Regions from separate parts of the Sus scrofa genome. Here region 1 is linked to region 2. The links are chromatin contacts, called in public targeted proximity ligation maps. All regions are on one chromosome and are shown on one strand. The core of a region is the stretch at or near the end of the contact, and the rest is flanking DNA. Distances in the headings are between cores, read along the strand shown. Region 1 overlaps SPIDR (DNA repair-scaffolding protein). Region 2 overlaps SPIDR (DNA repair-scaffolding protein).

Region 1 (7,369 bases), core at 454-2,953, 100 kb after region 2:
TCCACTTTAGAAATTCAGCTGAATAAAAGAACCAGAAATCATATGGTGAGAAAAACAAATGTTATCTTGCTCCATCATACCACGAAAAGAATGTAACCTATAATCAAAGTGAAATGAAGGAAAAAAGAAGAGAAAGGAAAGAAGTCTGACTTAAGCAAATGTCCTCATTCACGAAGACCCTGGCCCTTAAGAAACTTCATTCTAGTTGGGGAGAAAGGCAGATAAGGCAATGACTATTGGGAGCTACGACAAAGGGCACAATGGAAGCAGGAAGAATGCTATGGTGGTGTAATTCCCAAACCTTAACTTTCAACTAACACTACAGCATGCCTCTTGAGCAGAAGGGGAAGTAAGCAGTATATTCCTTTCAACATTTAACAATATAAGGCATTCTGAGAAATTTACATATATCCAATCTACTTTAAAAATACTTAATATTGGAGTTCCCATCCAGGCACAGCAGAAATGAATCCGACTAGAAACCATGAGGTTGCGGGTTCCATCCCTGGCCTTGCTCAGTGGGTTAAGGATCTGGCATTGCCGTGAGCTGTGGTATAGGTCACAGATGTGGCTTGGATCCAGCGTTGCTGTGGCGTAGGCCGGCAGCTGTAGCTCCGATGAGAATCCTAGCCTGGGAACCTCAAAAAAAAAAAAAAAAAAAAAAACCTTAATATCATTCAAAGGTCCTTGGTAAAGTGATAAATTAGTATTTTTGCCAAGATTTGATGGGAAAAAAATTTCTTCTGTTCAAGCTTTATTGAAAGCCCAGCCAAAATAACCCATGCAGAAAAATACCCCAAAGAAATGTTTATATTATAGCTTTTGATAACATGTTTGGTTTTAAATCCTTAATATTAAGTCTATAAAAGCACTTTTGTGACTTATTTGCTTCATTTGATTATTTTTTATGATATGAAATAGATTCCCAGACCTAAATACCCATCATCACAAGTCTGACCTGTAACATGACCGTTACCCATTAACTGACCAGGCTGTTAGTACTTGGTGAGCAGCTGAGGACAAGGCATCAAATTCCAGAAAGGCATTAATGAATAAGACAGTGATTGATCACAAAAAAAGAAATATTACTGGACTTTAGCCAAAAAAAATCACATATTAATACAGACACCAATACAAGCCTTCTTTAAAACTTTTATCAGTATCAACACAAACTTAATCAGCTTAAACACTGCAATGAATAGGGAAAAATGTTATCTTCTGCAATGAATAGGGAAAAACATATCTTACCTTATAACTAGTGAGCTATAAGATATGGTTGCTCATTTACATATATGCAAATTTAGTATTTTTAGAAAAATTTATTTACACATGTATAATTTTCAGGCAAAACTGATCCAACCTTTAGCTTTATGCATACTTACTGCATTTTTTTTTTTTTTTTACTTACTGCATTTTTAATACAACAGAGGCAATACATTTCTGTAACTGGAAAACAAAGATGGTAAGTGAGGAAAAAACCAAGACCCTAAGAAAGAACCATTCATTCCAACGCATGAAAGGATGAATAAAAGCCTTAAAGATGGATATATCTTGACAGTCTTTTTCTTACTTCTAATTGATCTTTTCTAGCTTTAATTTGCATATGTGACTGAGAGAAGCACTTTCTGACTACTGTGTGTTTTCTTCAGTGGTATAAAGCAATACAGCACATAACACCAGAGTGCATGTAGTGCCTACTAGATTCTCCTCTGGCATGGTTCAGAGAGCAGTGAAATTTTACCAATTCAGGCGTGGAGAGTCAACAAGCAGGCAAGGTGACATCAAAAGCAATGTTTGTATATGAAGCCATAAAAACTATATTCTTGAAAGACAAAAGTATTAATAATCTTATTTAAAACAATTAATTCTCCAGACCCACCTAACATGACAAGACAAGAGGAGTGTTTCTCACTCAGTTCAGAACCTACACTGAAACTCATCTGAATGAACTTGACCCTGGGTGGCAGCAAGCCAGAAATCTTCGTCACTGAATGACTTAACAGAACACTGTGTTCTTGGCACAAGCACAAGAAAAGGTGTTGAAATTCATGCTAAAAAGAATCTCAGCTTTCATTTTAAATAAGTTTTTTAAATATGATGATAAAAGATACTTTATATAAGGACTTTTCACTGTTTGGTATATTTTTAAATCAGGTAATTTTTTTACTCCTACTCCATCTGGTTCACTTTCAATACTTCCTGGAACAATCAAGAAAATCCCCCTTCCCCGGTCCCCAGCACTGTGATTCCCTGCTCTGGCCCTCCCCTGTACCTCCTCCTCTAAGGATATACCTGGAAAATTCCAATGTGCCCTGCACTGGCATGGTAGGGAGGGACAGCAAGTAAAGCCAGAAACAATGTATTGACTCACTTCCGCAGAGAGCCCTGGAGAAAAATGTGGGCCATAGATTAGTCCTCTCACGCAATGCAGTTAGAACAGGCAAGAGGTAGTAAAGTTATGTCATTCTCATACAGGTTACGTTAACTTATCCACAAAGCTAAGATGCAAATGAGAAGGCAAGGAAAACACAATTTAGCAGAGTCTATTTACTTTCTTCGAGAAAAAAAAGACACTAGTCTTTTCTCTTAGTTTTTGCCATCCTCTTCTCCCACTCCAGAAATGCCATCCTTGGTATAACACTAGGGTAGCTCATCCTCATGAACTACTGCATTTACAATCCTTCCTACTCTGGGGGAAACCCACACAAGTCCTAGAGTGCTCAGAGTGAACAAGATTCAAACAACAAATATTCTGCAGTCTACACCGGCAGAAATTGACAACGAAACGACAGATGTTTGTTTACTCACCCTTAAACCCTTTAAGTTTTAGTCTTAATTCTTTACTTAGCCTTAATTCTTTTTCAGATTTCTCATATCAGCACATATTCAATGTCTAGGTCAAAGCAAACAGGCATATAAAGCCTCTAACTCTGATACTGACACTGTTGTGCCTAGACTCCAGAAAAAGACCGAACCACATAGTCAAAGGATTGTTCTCAACACAGTAAAATGTTAAGGATTCTTTTAAAATTATACTTTAAAACTTACCCCTTCAAAAGTATAGTCATCTGTTCATAATTATTTCAAGTTATGTTTAAGATAAGTTTTAAGTAATATTAACAAGGAGGTCAAAGGAAAAGAATTTAAATATATATGGTTTACCTTCAAATAAAAGCTTTTTTCATTCAATTACGATTTGCTCACATGAATGTTAAAACTAATCTAGTTAGAACGAGTAAGAGGTAAGTAAAGTGATGTCGTTCTTAACACCAACTGATAACTAAGGATATATGGACCAAAACTGAGTCTACAAATAGGTCTAGGCTTACAATTTTGCTATAATTAAAGTCATCTCTATTGTGTATTTCTAAGACACTTAACCAACAAATAAAAAGTCTGTTCATTTTATTAATGTTATGTAAAATATCATTTATATTATACATCATTTTCTAGAAGGATATATACTTTCTTATGGTGTTCCACAGTATTACATAAAGCACTTCAACAATTTACACCTTGGCATAAAAATTATGAAAATTCTATGTAAAGATCACCTGATAATCCTTGAGAAACTATCCCACCTACACAAAATGACAGAGATGACCTTTGAGGGTATGTGTGTCTATGACTATATACCTATCTATGAAGGCAGTGCTTACAAAACATACATGAATATAAAGATAATGGCAACTTCAATTAAAAGAAGAGTTGTAAATGTCAGGAGTATTTTTTTAACTTTCCATTTTGATACAATTTTAGACATATAGAAGAGCTACAAAAATAATATGTAGTTTCTAAGGGGTCTTCCCTCAGCTTTCCCTAATGTTAACCTTTTACATAACCATGGTACAACTGGGAAAACAAAAACTAACATAGAAACAAATACTATTAAACTAAAAGCTTTAGTCAAATCCCTCCAATTTTTCTGTTTTAGGACCCAATCCAGGATCTCACATGGCATTTAACTGTCATAATCTCCCGATTCTCTTCCCATCTGTGATGGTTCCTCTTTCCTCATCTTTCAAAGTTGGCACCTTTGAGAAGTACTGTTGAGGTACTTTGTAGAATGTCTCTCAATGTGGACTTGTGTAATATTTTCTCATGATTAGATAGAGGTCAGGACTTCATGGTGGTGTGCCCTCAGTTCATCACATCAAAGAGTACATAACATCAATGTCTTATTAGTAACACTGATAACTGGTTAAGGGAGTGATGTCTAGGGTTCAATATGCACAGTTACTATTTTCACCTGTATCATCAATAAAGGGGGTATATTTTAAAGTCATACAAATATATCCTGTTTCTCATTAAGTTTTACCTACTGATTTTAACATTCAAAGGTGGATCTTATTATTCTTCTGGTCTAGATGATTTCCTATTTCCCTCATTCCCTCTACATTTATTGAAATTCTTCTCTAAGTCATTCTTTCTCTACTAATTATTTATTCAATCACGTATCTATATCAGTATGGAGCCACTGGTTCACTTATTTTATTCTTTGTGTTATTACTCAATATTATCATCAGCTCCAACTGTTCCAGCTTTTGGTCAAAGACTAAATGTGACCTTTGGACATTCCTCCCAAAACCCTTTTTTTGAATATTTTCTTATTTTCTAACAACTAAAGATGTTCCAGGCTCACCTTACATCTTCTCTGCCCTGCCACAGACTCAGCCATTCTTTTAAAGAGCCCTAATTCCTTTCACTGGAGTGTGGTAATGAAAACCATGGGCTTGGGGTGCTAGACTGACTTGTTGCTTACTGCTTCTAGGCCTTCTCAGTTAACAGAGATAGGAAAATGCATGCACGAGAACACATACATTTCTACATTTCTTTCTTAAATATATGTGTGTGTGTGTGTGTGTGTGTATACATATATGAAGTACATAAGTTCAGACTGATAGGCTGTACTCCAATATGGCATCATGGAATTCATTTAGCATTTCCCATTGCTTACTTGTAACTTCATTCTCCTCTAGCTCTCAGCATATGAGATGCATTTACTTATGTGCTCAACAATAGTACATATAATATTCTCAAAATTGCTACATCATGCAGCTGTGAGACACAAACATCAAATATAGTACAATGTGTACATACAGTTTGTTCTTAACCTTATAGTATTCAGCCAAAATTACTTAGGTTAGTTCCCTCTTCCTCAAACCCTTAAGTGAGGTTATATCTTTTACCACAGTTTATATTCCACTTTGGGTTCCCCTGACAACCTGATTTATTTAAATGTGTACAAAGCAAAATTTACTCTTTAAGGTTCACAGTTCTATAGGTTGTAGCAAATGCAGAATTGTGTGTGCACTGCCATAGAACACCAAGCACAGCTCCTTCACCTTGAAAACTCACATTTCTCCTTTGCAGTCAATCCCTTAGCTCAACCTTGTCAACCTGCTTTCCATCCTGACAGAAATGTAACATACTTGGTTCTGACTTGTATCACTTAGCAAAATGCATTTAAGATTCATACACATTGTTGCATGGATCCATAGTTTTTTTTCATTACTGAGTATTCCACAATGTGGGTGCATCCATTTACCTACTGAAGGACACGTGGGCAAATTCCAGTTTGAAAAGGATATGACCAAAGCTGCTATTAATATTAACTTCCATGTTCAAGTTTTTGTGAAAACACCACAGCTCATGGCAATGCTGGATCCTAGAATTGAGGTTTTTTTTGGGTTAAGGACATCCTCAGGAGTTCCCGTCGTGGCACAGTGGTTAACGAATCCGACTAGGAACCATGAGGTTGCGGGTTCGGTCCCTGCCCTTGCTCAGTGGGTTAACGATCCAGCGTTGCTGTGAGCTGTGGTGTAGGTTGCAGACGCGGCTCAGATCCCGCGTTGCTGTGGCTCTGGCGTAGGCTGGCGGCTACAGCTCCGATTAGACCCCTAGCCTGGGAACCTCCATATGCTGTGGGAGCAGCCCAAGAAATAGCAAAAAGACAAAAAAAAAAAAAAAAAAAAAAAAAAAAAGGACATCCTCAACCTTGGTATGTATGTGTGTCTCTGTGTATATGTGGTTTTTATTTATTTGAATTTTATTGAAACATATTTGACATAAATTTAAGATGTACACATGTTAACCAGTCATTTTGTAATATGACTGCCATTGTAGCAACAGTCTCATCTCTATCACATCACCTATCATTTGTTTTTTGTGATAAGAATGATATCTAGTCTCCTAGCAAGTTTGATGACTATAATACAATACTGTTGTCTATATTCACTACACTGTACATTAGTTCTCCAGGACATATTTGCCAACTAATGGCAAGTTTGTGCCTTTACATGGCATCCGTCCTGTCCCCTCAGCCCAACAGCCCCAGATAACCACTATTTTACTCTCCGTTTTTACACTTATTATTTTTTTGTCTTTTTTTAGGGCCGTACCCACAGCACATGGAGGTTTCCAGGTTAGAGGTCGAATCGGAGCTGTACGCACCCGCCTACACTACAGCCACAGCAACACCAGATCTGAGCTGCATCTGTGACCTACACCGCAGCTCATGGCAATGCTGAATCCTTAACCCACTGAGCAAGGTCAGAGATGGAACCTTCATCCTCATGGATACTAGTTGGGTTCATTAACCACTGAGCCATGACAGGAACTCCCAGAAAACAGTGTAAAAGTTTCTCAAAAAACTAAAAATAAAACTACTACATGACCCAGTAATTTCACTCATGGGTACATAGCCATAAAAAAACAAAAACACTAGTTCAAAAAGATACATGTACTGCAATGTTCATCGGAGCATTATTTACAACTGCCAAGACACAGAAACAAGCTAAGTGTTCACTGACAGATGAACGATAAACATGCATGCGCATGCACGCTTACACACACACACACACACACACACACACACACACACACAATGGAATACTACTCAGCCATTAAAAACAAAATTTTGCCATTTGCAGCAACATGGATGAACTTGGAGGGCATGATGATTTGAGAAATAAGTTAGAGAAAGGCAACTACTGTAATGGTATCACTTATATGTGGACTATAAAACATACAACAAACTAGCAAATACAGCAAAGAAGCAGACCCACAGATACAGAGAATGGTTACCAATAAGAAGGGGGAAGAAGAGGCGATATACAGGGAAGGAGTGGGAGATACAAACTACTGGGTATAAGACAGATTCAAGGATACATTGTACAACACAAGGAACAAAGGCAGTATTTTGTAACAACTATAAATGGAAAGCAATCTTTTAAAAATGTACAGAGATGAAAAATTTTTAAAAAGTAATTCAGAATGAGGTGTGAGGGAGCTTCCAGAATGGTGAACAGATCCACGCACTGGGAGAGCAGCAGGCCAAGAGAAACTCCTACCCCTTATGCCACCTACA
Region 2 (7,499 bases), core at 3,984-6,483:
CAACATAAACCATAGCAACATCTTCTCAGATCCACCTCTTAGAGTGATGACAGTAAAAACAAAAATAAACAAATGGGACCTAATTAAACTTAAGAGTTTCTGCATAGCAAAGGAAACCCTAAACAAAATAAAAAGACAACCCACGGAATGGGAGAAAATCTTTGCAAATGAATCAGCTGACAAGGGATTAATCTCCAAAATTTATAAACACCTCCTACCACTCCATACCAAAAAAACAAACAACCCCATCAAAAAATGGGCAGAAGATCTAAACAGACAGTTCTCCAAAGAAGACATACAGATGGCCAAAAAACTCATGAAAAGATGTTCAACATCACTCATTATTAGAGAAATGCAAATCAAAACCATGATGAGGTACCACCTTACCTCAAAAAGTCTACAAACAATAAGTGCTGGAGAGGGTATGGAGAAAAAGGAAACCTGTTACACTGTGGTGGGATTGCAAATTGGTGCAACCACTGTGGAAAACAGTGTGGAGATTCCTCAGAAAACTAAAAATAGAACTACCATTTGATCCAGCAATCCCACTCCTGGGCATCTATCCAGAGAATACCATGACTCGCAAAGGCACATGTACTCAATGTTCACTGCAGCATTATTTTCAATAGCCAAGACATGGGAACAACCTAAATGTCCATCGACAGAGGAGTGGGTACATATAGACAATGGGATATTACTCAGCCATTAAAAGGAAGGAAATACCGGCATCTTTAGCAACACGGATGGACCTAGAAATTACCATGCTAAGTGAAGTCAGTCAGATAATGAGACACCAACATCAAATGCTTTCTCTGACACATGGAATCTGAAAAAAGGACAGACTGAACTTCTTTGCAGAACAGATATTGACTCACAGACTTTGAAAAACTTACGGTTTCCAAAGCAGACAGTTTGGGGGGTGGTAGGATGCGCTGGGGGCGTGGGATCGAAATCGTATAAAATTGGATTGTGACGATAATTATACAACTATAAATGTAATAAATTCACTGAGTAATAAAAAAATAAAATAAAATAAAAGCAAAAAAAGACAAATGAATAAATTAAGATGATGTGGTACATTTGTACAATGGAATACCACTTAGCCATAACAAAGAACAAAATAATGCCATTTACAGCAATATGGATGCAACTAGAGATTCTCATACTAAGTGAAGTATGTCAGAAAGAGAAAGACAAGTAGATCAATGGAACAGAATGGAGAACCCATGAATAAACCCATGTGTACATGGCCAATGAATTTCTGGCAAAACAGCCACAAATATACAATGGATGAAGGACAGTCTCTTCAACAAATGGTGGTGAGAAAGCTGGATAGCTATATGCAAAACAGTGAAACTGGACCCCTAGCTTACACCATACACAAAAATAAACTCAAAATGGATTAGAGACTTGAAAGTAAAATCTGAAATTATAAAACTCCTAGAAGAAAACATAGACAGTAATCTTGACAAATGCCTTTGTGATGGGTTTTTGGACTTGATACCAAAATCAAAGGCAACAAAAGCAAAATAAACAAGTGCAACTCCATCAAACTAAAAAGCTTCTGCACAGCAAAGGAAACCGTCAACAAAATGAAAAAGCAACCTACTGAATAGCAGAAAATATTTGCTAATCATTTATATGACAAGGGGTTAATATCTAAAATACATTATGAATTCTTACAATTCAACAGCAAAAGCCCAAAAATCTGATTAAAAGAAATGAGCAAAGGAAATAAATTTTTCTAAAGAAGACATCCAAATGGTCAGAGGTACACAAAAATATGTTCAATATCACTAATCGTTAGGGAAATGCAAATCCAAACCACAATGAACTATCACCTCACACCTGTTAGAATGGCTATCATCAAAAATAACAAGTGTCAGTAATGATACAGAGAAAAGGGAACCCTTGTGCATTGTTTACTAGGGAATGTAAAATGGTACAGTCACCATGAAAAACAGTATGGAGGTTCCTCAGAGAATTCCACTAATATGGAGTTTCCTCAGAGAATTCCAGCAATCCCACTTCTGGGAATACCTTCAAAGGAACTGAAAACAGGATATCAAAGAAATACATACATTCCCATGTTCACTATAGCATTACTCAAAATAGGTAATATATAGACACAAGCTAATCTTCATCAATGGATGAATGTATAACGATGTTACACACATATAAAATTTTATTCAGCCAGGAGAAAGAAGGTTATTGTGTGCCATTTCTGGCAACTTATGAGACTTGAGGGCATTATGCTCTGTGACATTAACCAGCCAGCCAAAGACAAATACTTCATGGTATCAGTTATACATGCAATCTAACAAAAACAACAGAAAGTCAAATTCATAGTAAAGTAGTTTCCAGGGCTGGCAGGTGGGAGAAATAAGGAGAGGCTGGTAAAAGCGTACAAATTTTCAGCTATAAGTTCTAAGGATCTAATGCAAAATACGATGACTACAGTTGGTAACACTGTATTAAAATCTGAAATTTACTGACAGTAGAACTTAAATGTTCTCACCATGAAAAAACAAGTGTAAATATGTAAGATGTGTTAATTAACTAGATGGGTGGAAACTTTAACAATGTATACATATATCAAATCACCACAATGTACATTTTAAATACCTTTCAACTTCATTTGTTGATTATACCCCAATAATGCTAGATGTGTGTGTGGGGAGGGGAAGGGGGGAGGGGAATTATAGGGGAAATGTTAACACTTCCAGGAGACAGAAATTAGTAGCAGTTGTGTTTGATTTAAACATTTTCCTACAGCTTTTAACTAGTTTCTGTATTTCAGAGAGTAAGTAAAGTTGAAACACGGTGAAGTTTCATGGACCATGCCCAACTTCACAATCTTTACACCCGCCAGTTGTGAAATGTAGACACACGGAAAAGAACTACATTCCAATGTTCAAATACAGAAGACGTTAACAATTTTCTAGTAATTATCAAAGAATGATACTCTCCTTGAAATTTCATTATAATAGAATTCATTTCCTGAATCAGTACATGATTTTAATTATCACTACATGATCTTTAGATTATTTTAAGATATCAATCTAAGAAGCACAAGACTATTCCTCAATATTTGATTTGACTCCTATGTGAAAGGTAGAAGAAGAGTTAAAAACAAAACAATTTGAAACAACAGAAAGACAGAACGCACTATCATTCTCGAGTACAGAGTATGCTTCTAGAAAATCTGGCAGGGTATGGGGAAGATGGCAAACTGAATCCATATGCCTTTGCTGGACCACCAGTTTACCTTCCCCAACAGCCTTTCCTAAACTAGGTGAAATGGGCCAAAGACAACAATAACTCAACTACATTTGTCTTTAGGGGAGCATCACAGGAAAGTATTGCTGCTTTCAAGATTTTATTTTCCAAATAAAAATCTTCCTTTCCCGACACACTCTCCTATTTCCCCATTGTTACTCCCTCAGCAGTTGAAGAGAACCTATGAAACACTTGGTCCCAGAACATAAAGCTGTCTCCCCCAAAATCCAAAGTACCTTAAATATTAGATAATTTGTTTCTTCTAAGTATCCATGACACTACTGGTAAAAATGGTGACAGATACAACCCAAGCAGATCTGAGAGCCAAGAATTTTGAATGTTATGACCCAGCTACAGACTGACCCAGTTGCTTTTATTAAACAACTGTTACTTAAATTATATAAACTCTGAACTCTCAGCTGTAAAATGGAAATGACAAATGCTACAGACATCCCACGAAAAAGAGCAGCTAACAAGTTAATTCTGTATTGGACTGGATTCATACTTCTTAAACTAAATCAATTATTTCTAAAATTTTTAGAATTCTAGCTGACAGATAAAATATAACCAGCACTTATATTTTCTGTTGTAAGAGGAGAGGTCTGAGGCCAACTCTGTAAAGGGAATAGAAATTCAGAACTCTCTTTTTACAGAATTGTCTTGTCTGAGAGAATATGCAAAACGGCAACCTGACCTGTTCACAGCTCTCTCAAAGGCAAAGAGTTGACCTTTAGTCTCATTAAAAAGTGATCCAAAAAGGAACTAAATACTGACATTTTTAGCAACATGGATGGACCTAGAAATTATCATGCTAAGTGAAGTCAGCCATACAATGAGATACTAACATCAAATGCTTTCACTGACATGTGGAATCTGAAAAAAAGGACACAACGAATTTCTTTGCAGAAGAGATACTGACTCACAGACTTTGAAAAACTTATGGTCTCCAAAGGAGACAGTTTGGGGGGTGAGGGGATGCGCTGGGGTTGTGGGATGGAAATCCTATAAAATTGGATTGTGATGATCATTGTACAACTATAAATGTAATAAATTCATCGGGTAATAAAAAAATATTATATATAGGATGGATAAACAACAAAGTCTTACTGTACAGCACAGAGAACTACATACAATATCCTAGGATAGACCATGATGGAAAATAATAAAAAAAAAGAACATATGTGTATATATAACTGAGTCACTTTGCTGCACAGCAGAAATTAACACGATATTGTAAATCAACTATACTTAAATAAAATTTAAAAAAAAGAAAAGAAAAGAAAAAAAAAAGAAAGTGATCCAGTGTTCAGAACCACCACCAAGAGTGTGATTCGTGATTGGGGTTAGAAAAATCCTTTAGGTATTTTTACTATTTTACTCTTTGGATTATTCTTTCAAGATTACATTCCTAAAACAGGCAGGGATGGCATTTTTACTGAGAAAAATTTTTGAGTAAGGTAATAATTGACATTCATTTTCAAAAAATTACTTTAAAATTTTCTCAAAATATCCATGAATGTTCCAAACAGCATTAAGAGAGGTCCTATATTACCAAAAACCCCCACAAAAAACAAAAAGAAAAAAAAAAAAACCCTACTCCATACATATGCTTAGGATTTGGGTCAAACAGAAAACAGAACCTCTACTGAGCAGTCATTAATCAGGCTAGTTTGATTTTTTTTCTCCTGGTCATTTTTCTTTAGCCAGCAAAGATTGGCAAAGAGACTCTCCACAGTGTCATCATGCCAGGCTGAGAGGGAATGTTGCACTTGAGAACACTTGGAGGCCCAGGGATGATGCCTGCATGGAAGTACTGTCCCTGACTGCTTCGCACTGAGTTAGCAGGAGAGCATTACTGTTAAGTGAACACCACCTGCCCTGTAAGGTTTTATCTAAGCTGAGCTAGGAGGACCTATAAACTGTGTGCTTTCATAGCTATAAATACACATATTCCCACTTCCTCAAAAATGAACTAGTTGTCTAATTTCAAGATATTCTCAGAAAGCATGGAGACCATATGGTTGTACTTGTCTCAAAGAGCCAATTTCCACTTCTACCACCAATACCAGCCCTGCCCCCAAGAAACTCACAGCATAGGAGGAGAGACTTAAGTGTGTTCTAACAGAGGCATGTGGAAGGCACAATGTAGCACGCAAGAGAGAGCAACCACGTATGCCTTGAGCTGGGAAGAAAATGGCAAGGAACGTACAAAGAGAAGGGGGAGGAGGGGTGCAAGTTTTGTCATGTGGACCAGGGGGGTATGAAAAGCCCCTCTAGTAAGAAATAACAGTGCCTTTAAACAGGGGAAAAAGTACGGACCCTTGGTGACCACAACAGTCATTATCATCTGGAGAACAGGACCAGCCAAAGGCCACCTTTATTCTGACATCTGCCTTTATCTCATAGATTACCATTATGCCAAAAATAATAGAAGAAAAAATAAGTTAGAAAAATTTCTTTATTCTAGCTGGGACATGTATGGGTATAGAATGTTGTGCTTCTATGATTTGAAGACAGAAGACAGAAAACATAATTGTTTCCAACACCTTTTAAGCAAGAATAAATTCATACTAAATTATGAACTATCATTTGTGTTCACAGGTATTACTTAATTTAATGGGTACGATTACTGCATATTGGAAATAATTCATGTGCTGAATGTAGTGTTCTTAAAGGAAGATGCACTAAGAGGGCAAGGCAACTGACACCTACCACATTTCCTCTGTGTAGGAGCTCACAGGCCAGAGCTTTATGCCAGGAACTCAAGGGTTGTGCTAACAACCTATCCTTAGAAGACCAGGGCCAGAAAGCAGAACATTTTTAAACAGTGGAACTTTTTTGTTTGCTTTTCCATTCTTTACTTTTGTGATAAAGAGTATGCATGGGCCAACTGGAAGGTTGCATTTGATATGAAACATTCCATTCATTCAATAACGTTTAATATTTAACCATAAGTTTATTGCTTTAACTGTAATGTTCTTAACAAGGCTTCTAAGTGAGATCAAAACGGGCTTGTGTTTCTGCAAGTAGCTGCCTGTGCGGCTGGATCAAAATTACTGATGTCTAGCTTCCCTGAAATAAAGCAACTTTGCTCTAGACAGTAAAGATGCAGTATCCTCTGACCTCGCTGAAAGGGTGAAAACATACTCCTTTAGAAACAAGTCCATAGCGCATCTCATCTCTAGGACTTCACCTAGTTTACCCCATGTGTGTCATCTCAGAGAGCAGTGTTGTACTCAATCCTTGGATGATACCTATACTACTCAGTACAGTTACTTCCCAGTTCTCTACAGAATTCTTACCTGAGTTTTACATGATTTTCCTAATCAATCACTGTGTGAAGACGAAGCCTCTGAACCATACAATTATGTTTTTATAGCACAGAGAAATACATATGAAAACAGGTTCATAATGGACCTTTTTATTTATTATCACTTATCTTCAGTCATATGAAAAGCACAGCCAAGTATTACCTGCCAGGCTAGAAACGAACATAAGGAGGCTCAAGAAAAAAAAAAAAAAAAAAAAAAAAAAAAAGACTGGAAATGTCGTGCTGGACCTTAAACACTGGACAAGTGTAAGCCTAATACACTTTCCACCAAGTTCCCTCAAGTCTAAGGAATCAACATTTCTCTTTGGTCCCACCAGACCCTCAACCCAGCAACACTCTCCCCGCCTTGGCTGCCACTCTGTCACTGGTCACAGCACAGCGCTAAGGTGTAAGTCAGGATCTCTCTCCATCAAGGCTTATTTTTTTTGGCTATGCCAATGGCATGCAGAAGTTCCAGGGCCAGAGACTGAACCTATGCTACAGCTGTAACCAGAGCCACAGCAGTGACAATCTTGGATCCTTAACCACTGAGCCACAATGGAACTCCATCCATCAAAGCTTCTTGAGCCTCACAACTGGACACTGCAAAGTGACAATCCATTATCCCAGTCTCTTCTCGGAGAGAGACAGTAGGGTGAGAGGGATAGGCCCTATTCAGTACTTGTTCGTAATTATTATGCACACCTTTTTGCAGAATACAGTCTTGCTAGTTGCCTTCCTGAGCACTCTTGTTACTGCAGAGGAGTCTTCATGCTTAGGCTTCTTGGTATAGAAAATGAGGAAAACAAAGAGCAAGAGCCCTGAAGGGCTATTGTGAGGTTAACTGAGATTCAGGAACGGAGCACTGTACCTGGCATATTATGAACACTAACGTAAATATTAGCAATTA

The links.
Region 1: a targeted proximity ligation map of alveolar macrophages shows a contact between it and region 2. A contact is called at or near these places in 1 of 5 promoter capture datasets (liver), 6 of 47 Hi-C or Micro-C datasets (blood, liver and skeletal muscle) and 2 of 2 datasets of targeted methods (alveolar macrophages and skeletal muscle).

The regions. Positions count from the first base shown.
Region 1 is chr4:80,141,743-80,149,111 of Sscrofa11.1, forward strand. All of the region lies in intron 5 of SPIDR (DNA repair-scaffolding protein), which reads right to left. Among named protein-coding and RNA genes, the nearest start is that of SPIDR, 45 kb to the right of the region's middle.
Region 2 is chr4:80,038,023-80,045,521 of Sscrofa11.1, forward strand. All of the region lies in intron 8 of SPIDR (DNA repair-scaffolding protein), which reads right to left. Among named protein-coding and RNA genes, the nearest start is that of SPIDR, 150 kb to the right of the region's middle.